Linked DNA regions of Mus musculus: regions 1 and 3 are each linked to region 2. A link is a contact called in public promoter capture Hi-C data. All regions are on one chromosome and are shown on one strand. The core of a region is the stretch at or near the end of the contact, and the rest is flanking DNA. Distances in the headings are between cores, read along the strand shown.

The links. Promoter capture Hi-C pulls out the DNA fragments that hold promoters and counts their contacts.
Region 1: a promoter capture Hi-C map of pre-B cells shows a contact between it and region 2, with 4 times the contacts expected there. The contact joins the promoter of Blcap here to the promoter of Aar2 in region 2. A contact is called at or near these places in 4 of 39 promoter capture datasets (the C10 cell line, embryonic stem cells, liver and 1 more) and 2 of 9 other capture datasets (adipose tissue and liver).
Region 3: a contact with region 2 is called in a promoter capture Hi-C map of pre-B cells. The contact joins the promoter of Map1lc3a here to the promoter of Aar2 in region 2. A contact is called at or near these places in 1 of 39 promoter capture datasets (pre-B cells) and 1 of 9 other capture datasets (liver).

The regions. Positions count from the first base shown.
Region 1 is chr2:157,564,602-157,567,725 of GRCm38.p6, reverse strand. Blcap (bladder cancer associated protein) reads left to right here and starts at 1,365. Exons shown (of 2, transcript NM_016916.3): 1 at 1,365-1,478.
Region 2 is chr2:156,545,583-156,548,865 of GRCm38.p6, reverse strand. It overlaps Aar2 (AAR2 splicing factor homolog), which reads right to left and starts at 1,290. Exons shown (of 4, transcript NM_026661.4): 1 at 983-1,290.
Region 3 is chr2:155,274,350-155,277,647 of GRCm38.p6, reverse strand. It overlaps Map1lc3a (microtubule-associated protein 1 light chain 3 alpha), which reads right to left and starts at 1,284. Exons shown (of 4, transcript NM_025735.3): 1 at 1,002-1,284; 2 at 635-690; 3 at 444-550; 4 at 1-173. The coding sequence starts at 1,041. The coding sequence ends at 11.

The DNA of each region.
Region 1 (3,124 bases), core at 116-2,615, 1.0 Mb before region 2:
CCTTCCTGCCTTGGATCCCCTTGGCTTCTAGACACTACCAAGACCCGTGTGCTGAGGGAGGCCCACCAGCCCTTATACAGGTCCACTCTCTCCATCCACGGTGTGCCCAGGCATTTCCGCTACTGAGTTCTCTGTCCCACTTCTGATTGTCCCCTAGCAGCCTGTCTTCGGGCCTTTCCACCCTGGCCAAGGGCTCTTCACCTCTTCTTCATCCCTACAGCCACAGCTTAGGAGTCAATGCCTGTGCCTCAGTATGTGCTTCCCGCACCCAGTTTGATATGATCTCTTCTAGCTCCCTTAGTCACTACCTGTCTGAGTCACCATGACTTTGTGTCTGGAAAGATGTTCTGGTTGCTTAACTGGCTTCCTGTCCCAAACCTCACTTTCATGTTTTCTAACCCTGAAAGTCAATGGCCTCGGAGAGACCCAGATTTCTTTTCATTGCCTCGAAGAACATAGCTTCCCATGTCTCTCAAGACAAAAATTCAAATTCATGACCAAGGTACCTGTCATATTCCTTGTTCACCTTCCACCCTTAGGGTTGTCACCTCCATGTCTGGAACAAGACCCCTCACTCACACAATGCACAAACTCAATATGCCTAAGACGGCCCCAACCCTCGCCCACTCCAGACACCAGGATTCCACTCATTTCTCCTCTCTTTACTTTGCCTCCTAGTGCCTTCCACGATGCCTAATTACAAATCATGTACTGGTGCGACTACAAGTGGTTACTGGGTGGTAGTCTCTCCACTATCCCCCGACACTCACTCTCACCCTGGTGACTGAGAAAATTGGGGTCAGGAGTAGAATTGTACCTCCTTAGCCTCTAGCACTGCGCTTGCGCACAGTATGAGGTCAGGAACGTGGCTAATAAGCTAGTAAGTGACCACACTGACTCATCTAGACATTAACAAGCCTGGGGCAAGCCATTTCCTCACCAAGGAGGAAGCACGTCCTCAGCCCGTGGTTGAAGGGCCAGATCTGAGCCACGAGAAGTTTTCCCAAAGTACACAAATCACAAGGTGCTAAGGATTCTGCGGAGTTACGCTCATCAGCGTAACTACACCTCGCTCGCCCGCGGAGCTCTCAAAGAGTAAGAATCACAATCTGCTGCATATGCATGAAGGGGACCATGGGCCGGAGGTTCGGGGCTGCCTAAGATACGCCTGACCAAATATTCCACGGGTTTGAAGACCTTAGCGCCCCATAATTTTATTCAAGTCTACTAAAAACTCAGAAAGGACATTTCGTGGCGGATACTGAGGGGAGAGTGTCTGAGAGTAGCCTCGCTTTGAGCCAGTTTGTCAGGCGTTCTCAGAAGACAGCTCGGTTCTGGACCGGGGGTCCTTGGACCGCTCCACTAGAAGACGAAGGGGGCGTCTCCCCAGCTCCTGCGGCGTTGGTGGCGAGCTAAGGTGGAGGCAAGCAGCGGCGGCGACGGCGACAGTGGCGGCAGTGCCATGGTGGGGCTCGCAGGTATCGTGGCGTCGCCCGCCTGGGCAGGGTGAGAGCGCTCGGTGCGGCCGCGCCGCCATGTTAGCCCTCCGGGGTCACCTTAGGCGTCGCTTGGCCTCTCGCCGGGGCTTTCCGCGCGGCCGGGGTCGGGCGCACCCTTGTCTGGCGTCAGATGACCTCCCCTTTTCGTCCCAACCTGGGCCTTGGGGGTGGTCCCTTCCCGTCCCTTGGGTGGGTTCCGGGGTTCCTTAGCTGTCACTCTGGCCTCCAAGGTCAGCGCGCTCCCGGGACGGGGCTGGGAGGGGCGGGCGCGACCACCACCTCCTCTGTTCCGGACCTTGGCGAGGGGCTCAGCTTCTGGGAGGCTGGACACTCTTTCCTCGCCACTTCAGTTTCTCTCCCCCCCCCCTTTTTTTTTCTTTTTCTTCCCCCACCCTTATCCGAAGGAGTGTGGGGAGAAAGTAGAAGTGGGCCCCGAACGCTCTCTTTTGTGTCCGGAGTGATAGGGTGACCATCTGCTACGGGTCCCGTGTGCTTCTCACTTCCACCAACTTTTCGTCGAGTCTGGACACCGGTTCCCTCTCCAGTTTGTGGGGAGTGGCACTCAAGGGCAGCAGAAGGAACGGAGTGCCTGGCTGGAAAGGAAGAATGGGGGATGGGGACAGTCGATTTTTTTTTTTTTTTCCTTTCTCTGCCAAACCACCTTTAGGTTTCTTCTAAGTCTCTTGTCTCTTTTTACTTGGGAAACTGGGGCCCGTTCTAGTTTATAGGTTATTTCTGTTTATAGGTTCGGATCTTCTTTGTCCCTTTCAGGGAACTGATATATTGGGGACAGCTCTGCCCTGTCTGACATGGTCCAGCCATCCTGTCAGCCATCTGAACTGCAACACCAAAGCCAGGACCCAAAAAAAGTTCCATTTTATGTGCCCCTGGCAAGCATTAGATTGAGCTGGCTTGTTTCTTTTAAGTCAAGATTCATTAATGGCCAGAGTTCCTGTTTAAAGATTGGATTTCTGGAACCTTGGTCAGTTTCCAGGAACCAGATCAATTCTCGATCTGAAAATGGTCATCTTAAAGTTGTTGACAGAACACTTTAACTTCTTACCTGTTATTTCTAGGGGGATGAGAGTTAGGCTGCCCTTTTTACTTGTTCTCTTTGAAATACACGCATTCCATTCAAGCTTGTGACTGTGTGATTTACCAAGAGCCCTGTATTGCCTTCCTCTCTGTCTTCTGGCTCTGCCCTGGGAATGTTCAGGAATCTGTATCCTGGTGTGGTATGAGCCCTGTGGAGGGAGGGGGACAGGATTATTTCCAGAGAAGATTGTGGCAAACATTGTCTCTCAGGCATATGGAAGAAGTCAGTGGTCACCTGAAAAAAGAGACTTTGGTAAATTAGTCTTATGTTTGTGTATACACATTTAAATCTCCTGGGGAAGATTAGCTGCCAGCTCAGAGGCTCGCCCTTTGGGATGTTGGCTCCTGAAGCGATCCAAGTTTGAAAGTAGATATCTAGTAAGGAGTCAGCAGCGAGCCTGCTTCCTTCAAAACCTCTGTGTAATTAAGCTGTCTTTGGCCAGCCCCAGAGTCAAAGCCAAAAATCTTAATTCCTGTCCTGTCCCTCAGATACATTTCAGTCACAATTCAGTTACTTTACAGATAGACTT
Region 2 (3,283 bases), core at 41-2,540:
TCTGAGTTCGAGGCCCAGCCTGGTCTACAAAGTGAGTTCCAGGACAGTCAGGGCTACACAGGGAAACCCTGTCTCGAAAAAACAAAACAAAACAAAACGAAAGAAAGAAAGAAAGAAAGAAGGAAGGAAATCATTTTTAGACAGAAAGCTATCTGAAATAATGAGAAAAGTTACACAGAAGCCAGAAGAGGATGCTGAATTCCCTGACACTGGAGTTAGAGGTGGGTTTAGCACCATGGCGCCCTTAGGAACTGAGTCCAGGTCCCCTGGAAGAGCAGACAAGTCTCTTAACCACCAAGTCATCTCTCCAGCACCAAGAAGAGAACTTTTAAGCTATTGGAATGCCACAAGTAACAAGGATAGGAATGGTTCCAAGAAGACATGTGCTTGTATATACATGTGATCACAGCATAAAAGTCTTGTGACTGTAGTTCACAGTAAAAAAAAAAAAAAGTCTGAAACACAAACGAATACTCTTCACAAGCCTGCAATACAGAGACAACTCCTCAGCGTATTCACCGCCTTCCAAGAGTGGAGAGTACTTGGTCCTCAATGCGTTCTCTATCTGGCTTTAGGGAATGGCCCGAAAACGCTGCATGAATTTCCCTGGGCAACTCTTCAGCTAATTTAATACCACCCCAATCCGAAGGATTGTTCTAACCACACTGGCTTCTTTCTTACCCTCACACCAGAGAAAACTCTACCCATAGCACTTGGTCACACAATTATTTTTCTTTTTTTAATCTTAGTAAAGCCTCCTCGACCCGGGACTAAGTCAAATGTTGGTGATGACACTCTGGCTACCCTGTTGCCGTTCAGTTCCAGGGACAGGTGTGTAACTTTGTGTACTTGGTTGAAGACTGTCATGCCCACAAGACTCGAGTCCCTGATGCCTAGCATACACACGAAGCTTAATTTTTTTTTTTTAACTTACGATAATATGCACTTTAAATAAAGCCAGGAAGCCGGGTAGGTGACTTACCGGAAGCCACGCAGATCCAGCTCGAGTGAGTCTCGTTCTCTGGTTACAGTTAAAGGGGTGTGGGGGGAAGTTCCTTCGGGAGCCCCAGAGACCCTGACCACGGTGTCCTCAGGGACGGGTTCTCAGGAAGAAAGGCCTCCTCAGACACCAGCTCACAAAGCCAGACTCCGCCAGCGCGATTCTGAGACAAGAAGCGAGGTGGCCCGACCACACACAAGGAAACCGGAGGCCGAAAGGCGCACCGAGGGCCGACACTCACCGTAGCACCTCAAGCTCCGGTTCCGCGGAAACGGGACGGAAGTTCGGCTGCTTTGGTGCCGGATAGGTGCTACGGAAAAAGTAGTCCGGCGGAGCCCCGAGTCTCAGAAGAAATGGCCCGTGCTTCCAGGTTCCTCACGATAAGCACTTCATTTTCTTCTTACTGTTTCGTTTTACTTCCCGAATTATAAATAACGACTTTAATTAAACTATCCACTTTATATCCCCGTCCAGAAACATACTCACCATCCACAGTCCTTTTGGTCTCAAGCAGACACGGGCTGGCCAAAGCATGGTTCAGGTGTTGGCACACAGTAGCCACAGACTGGCTCAGTCATGGTTGGTCCTCTTTAGCCACATTTCCTATGCCGGTCACCATGTCAAAAGTTCCCTATTATCTCCAAGTCCCGGCTTCCAGACACATTCATCCCTAGTTTCAGAACCAAGGCTGTTGCCTGAAGGGAGAACCAGTCCCTTCAAACGCAAACACAGCAGTTCCTCTGGAAATGACCACCCAGTGTTTTCCAGGCCTTACAGAATACAGCAGTCAAGCTATAAATGTGCACTGAGTGAGGAAACCTGACTGTCTTTTTCTTCTCTATTTCCTTAGAACCTAGCACATAGCCCTCATAAATGTACTGTGTATTTAATAACAAATCAAATGATGTGTATAGTAAATGACTATCCATAGGCCTTGCTGTATTAGTCAGGGTTCTCTAGAGTCACAAAACTTATGGGTAGTCTCTATATAGTAAGGGAATTTGTTGATGACTTACAGTCTGTAGTCCAGCTCTCCAACAATGGTGAGCAGCAGCTGTGAATGGAAATCCAAGGATCTAGCAGTTGCTCAGTCCCACAAGGCAAGCAGGTGAACAAGAGAGAGAGAGAATCTTCCTTCTTCCAATGTCCTTATGTAGGTCTCCAGCAGAAAGTGTGTGCCCAGATTAAAGGTGTGTGCCATCACACCTGGATCTGGAACTTGCTTTGTCCCACATGACTTTAAACTCAGAGATCTCCCCTGTCTTAATCTTCTCGGATTCATAACCACTATGCCTCAAGATTTCCATGCCATTATCCAGGTCAGACACTTGCATCTCCCAGCCTCCAGATTAGGGTCACTGTGAGCCTACCAATTCTGGATTGTAGTTCATTCCGGATATAGTCAAGTTGACAACCAGGAAGAGCCAGTACACTAACCTTGTGCTCAGTGGTTCTGTACATCAGAACTCCACCATGAGCCAGAGCTACTGGGAGATACATAGATACTACTTCTAATCTCCTCACTAACCATAGCCAAGATGTGACCCTCCTCTAATCTTGTACTGCCAACTTTCCCGACCTGATTGTAAGCTTGTTTATCTATAAAGGCAGGATTCTCAAAGGCCTTCAGTCTCTTCTTCGGGTGACTTTACCAAGACTGGCTGTAGCTACAATGGCTGACAGAGCAGAAGACAAATAACCTCCAACTTCACTATTGCCCACCTGCCTCTTAAGTGGCCTTCCTACAGCACTGATGGTTGTCAATGGAGAGAAACCATAAAAGCATGCCCAAATTCCTGGAAAAGCCTTGCTATTCCCAGAAAGGACGGGAGTCCCTCTGCCCCCTTTACTGGCTATTGATTGATTGCATCATACCTGCATATCTATAAGCCCGGGTTGGTAAAGGGCTTGATCTGAGTTTAATCTCCCATCTCTGTTCCTATCCCTTGCTGATAGATATGTCCTCCATCTTTTTACTGGTGCTACAATTCTGGGAGAAGAATGACCAAGTATAGGGATAAAGACTTGGCAATTAGGATTCTCAATTTACAAAAGAGGAAACTGAGCTTCACAGAGGCACCACAAACCCCAAGAGTACAAACAAACAAACAAACAAACAAACAAACAAACAAACAAACCATGTGATCTAAAAGCAGCTGGAGTTCTAGCCCCTGTGCTGCTGCTTCTTGTGTGTCATTGTTCCCCAGCGACAGCTGACCACATCAATCTGCCCCACTCACAACTTCACAATTCATGTTTTAGGGGGCTGCAGACTAGGCTAGA
Region 3 (3,298 bases), core at 35-2,534, 1.3 Mb after region 2:
TCCTCTTGACTCAGAAGCCGAAGGTTTCTTGGGAGGCGTAGACCATGTAGAGGAATCCGTCTTCATCCTTCTCCTGTTCATAGATGTCAGCGATGGGTGTGGAGACGCTCACCATGCTGTGCTGGTTGACCAGCAGGAAGAAGGCCTGCGTGGGGTTGAGTTGCAGGCGGCGCCTGTGGAGGCAGGCAGGCATGCCAGGTGAGGAGGCTGCCTGCTGGAGGCCTAGGTGACCCTCCCAAAATGTTACTGAACCTTCACTTTCGGTCCATCTCAGCCAGAGGCTCTCACCTCTACTGAAGCTCGTCCCAACCCCGACCTTGGTCTTTTCCAGCCTCCTAGAACAGGGGCCCGGTGTCCCAAATCAGTCCCCTCGCCCCACTCCATCCCTTCTTGTGGAACCTGACCCTGCCCCACCCAAGGCCTGTAGGAGGCTGCCCACGCACCGGATGATCTTGACCAACTCGCTCATGTTAACATGGTCTGGGACCAGAAACTTGGTCTTATCCAGGACAGGCAGCTGCTTCTCACCCTTGTAGCGCTCGATGATCACCTGGAGTGGAGTGGGCGGGGGACTCGTAAGCCAAGGGCGGGACCTGGCAGGGCAGGGCGTGGCTGGGGGGTGCTAGAGACTCACCGGGATCTTACTGGGGTGCTGGTCGCGGATCTGCTGCACCTCCTTACAGCGGTCGGCTGCGGACAGAGCTCTGTGTGAGGCCCAGCGGTGCTGAGGCCTCCCGCGACTCCGCCTCGCTGATCCCCGAGGGGCGGCTCCCGGCCCGCCCCGCCCCAGCGCCCGCCCCCGGGGCCGTCGGCCCCGCAGCCCTCCACCGGGGGGACGCGGTAGGGAGGCGGGCGACCCTGCCAGGCCTTGCGGCCTCTCCACCCGGGGTCCGGCCGGCCGGTGCCTGACGTCATGGGGCTGACGTCACCTGCGGCAATCGGGGTCGACTGGCACCCCCATCCCTCGATCCCCGATGGCAGTTCGCCCCCCAGGGCCTCACCGAAGCTGCGCCGCTGCTTGAAAGGCCGGTCGGAGGGCATCGCGCGGGCCCGGCGGGGCGCGCAGCCGGGGCTCCGGGGTGCGCGGCTCAGAGATGCGTCTGCGGTTCGGCGCGCCGGGGGCTCCGGGGCTCGAGCTCAAGGGCTGCGGGGCTCGCGCTGAGCCTGGCGGTGGCGGCTGCGGGAGGTAACTCGCCTGGGTGACGTCAGGTCACAACATTCCTTAAAGGGGAGGCCGGCGCGCCGCTCCCATTGGGCCGACGGAAAACCCGCCTGCCTGGACCTGTGACGCCACGGCGCAGACAGCCCGGATTCCCGGCGCAGGTCGTAAGGAGGCGGAGCTCCAGGGCGCGTCACAGTTCTGTGACGTCACGATGGCAAGCTCCTCTCTTTGGCGCCACAGACTCAGAAGCCAGGCATTTGTCGCCTCCATCCAGTCTCTCGACGCTGCGGAGTAGTTCACCGCACCTTCATCGAGTTTAGCATTCGAGAAGGAAGGTGGAGCGGGGAGAGGATGGAACACCCAGAGTTTTAAAATTTTTAATGTGTCTGTAAGTGTATGCCCGCGGATGCAGAACATAGCATCGGATTTCCTTAGGCTGGAGTTAATCGCACTGCTGGGAATCAAGCTTAGGTCCTCTGAAATAATAGCAAGGGCTCTTAATTGTCGAACCATTGCTCCAGACCCCCCACCCAGGCTTTCAAAGAATTCTGGAACAACCATAGAAAGCATAGATTTCCAGAGTGAGGTTGGTTAATAGGTGGTTTAGATAAAGCAGGAGAGAATCGCTGAATGGGGGGGCTATATCAGAAGTGGTTAACCATGAGATGGAGAACATTCGGAACTGACAACACGCGAAGTCAGATTTTACAGGTAGAGCCCCTTGGTAGGATAGAAAGAAGTATGGTCTGGGAATGTTACCGAGGGTCAGGGTAGGATACTTGCCTAGCAGATGGAAGGCTTAAGTTCAGTATCTCAGGTTTTGCGGGAGGTGGAGGGGATAGAGGGACTGGACGGACACGGAGAGGCGGCCCCTTGAAGAACTTTAAAAATCGATTGAAAGCCAGAATCAATGCCAGATGTAGCTGGCTCTCATTTGTAGTCCTAGCTCTATGGGAGTTTGAGGCAGGAGGATGGGCTAGAGTTGAAGTAAGGAAGAAAAAAGATAAAACAAAAGAATTTACAAAGGACCATTGTTTGAAAAAAAAAGTTAGTTTGTACTTCAGAAACATACAGCTCAAAGGGAAGAAATTTGATGGGAACCAAGTTAACAGATGCACGCTTGAGTAATTCTAAACAACTGCTTATGGACAGAAATGGTAGTGATTGGTACAAAAACAAGCTGCTAAGGTAACAAGAATTCAGCTGAGATTGCCTTAAAGAGGCTGGGTGGCGGTGCCTCCTTAACCCCAGCTCTGTGGGCAGAGACGGGATGGTCTCTTGAGTTCAAGGCCAGCCTGGTCTAGATAGTGAGACCTTGTGTTTTGGGTTTTGTTTTGCTTTTTAAATGTCTTAGGGAGCTGGATTTGTTTGGAAAGATATTATTGTCTGCTTGGTCAGGTAGGGTGCTTGCCCGCAAGCATGAGGATGTGGGTTCAATTTTCGGAATATGTTAGATCCTAGAGGCTCCACCTACAAAGGGATTCAACCAGGCCTTATATCCCATCTCTACCTTCTCCAGGCAGCTCAATGCCTGGTATGTGGCAGCCCCAAATTAGGGTGGGGCGGTAGGATTACTTCCCTAAATTATGACCTTAAGTCCTATTTAGTGCCTTCACTAACCTTAGACACCTTCCCCTACAAGAAAATCTGTTAGTGCAAGGATTAGCCTTTGTTTTGAGGTTTCTGCAATGTTCTGGCTTCCCTTTCAGCAAGTGACAGGATTACTAAATCTGTCTCAGGACATCTCTCTACTGAATCCGAGAAGAATTTTTTTTAATATTTTAAATATTAAAATATTTTCTGTCTATGGTGGTAGAAGAACAACTTCCACACAGCAAATAGATAAATGTAAAAAAAAAAAAAAAAAAGACACAGCAGGAAAGATCATTAAGAGAATAGAAATGGGGCTGGAGAGATGGCTCAGGGGTTAAGAGCACTGACTCCTCTTCTAGAGGTCCTGAGTTCAAATCCCAGCAACCACATGGTGACTCGCAACCATCAGGAATAAGATCGGATGCCCTCTTATGGTGTGTCTGAAGACAGCTACAGGGTACTCACATATACAAAATAAATAAATAAGTAAATCCTTTAAAAAAGAGAGAGAGAATAGAAATGTAAAATATGGTTTTAAATACT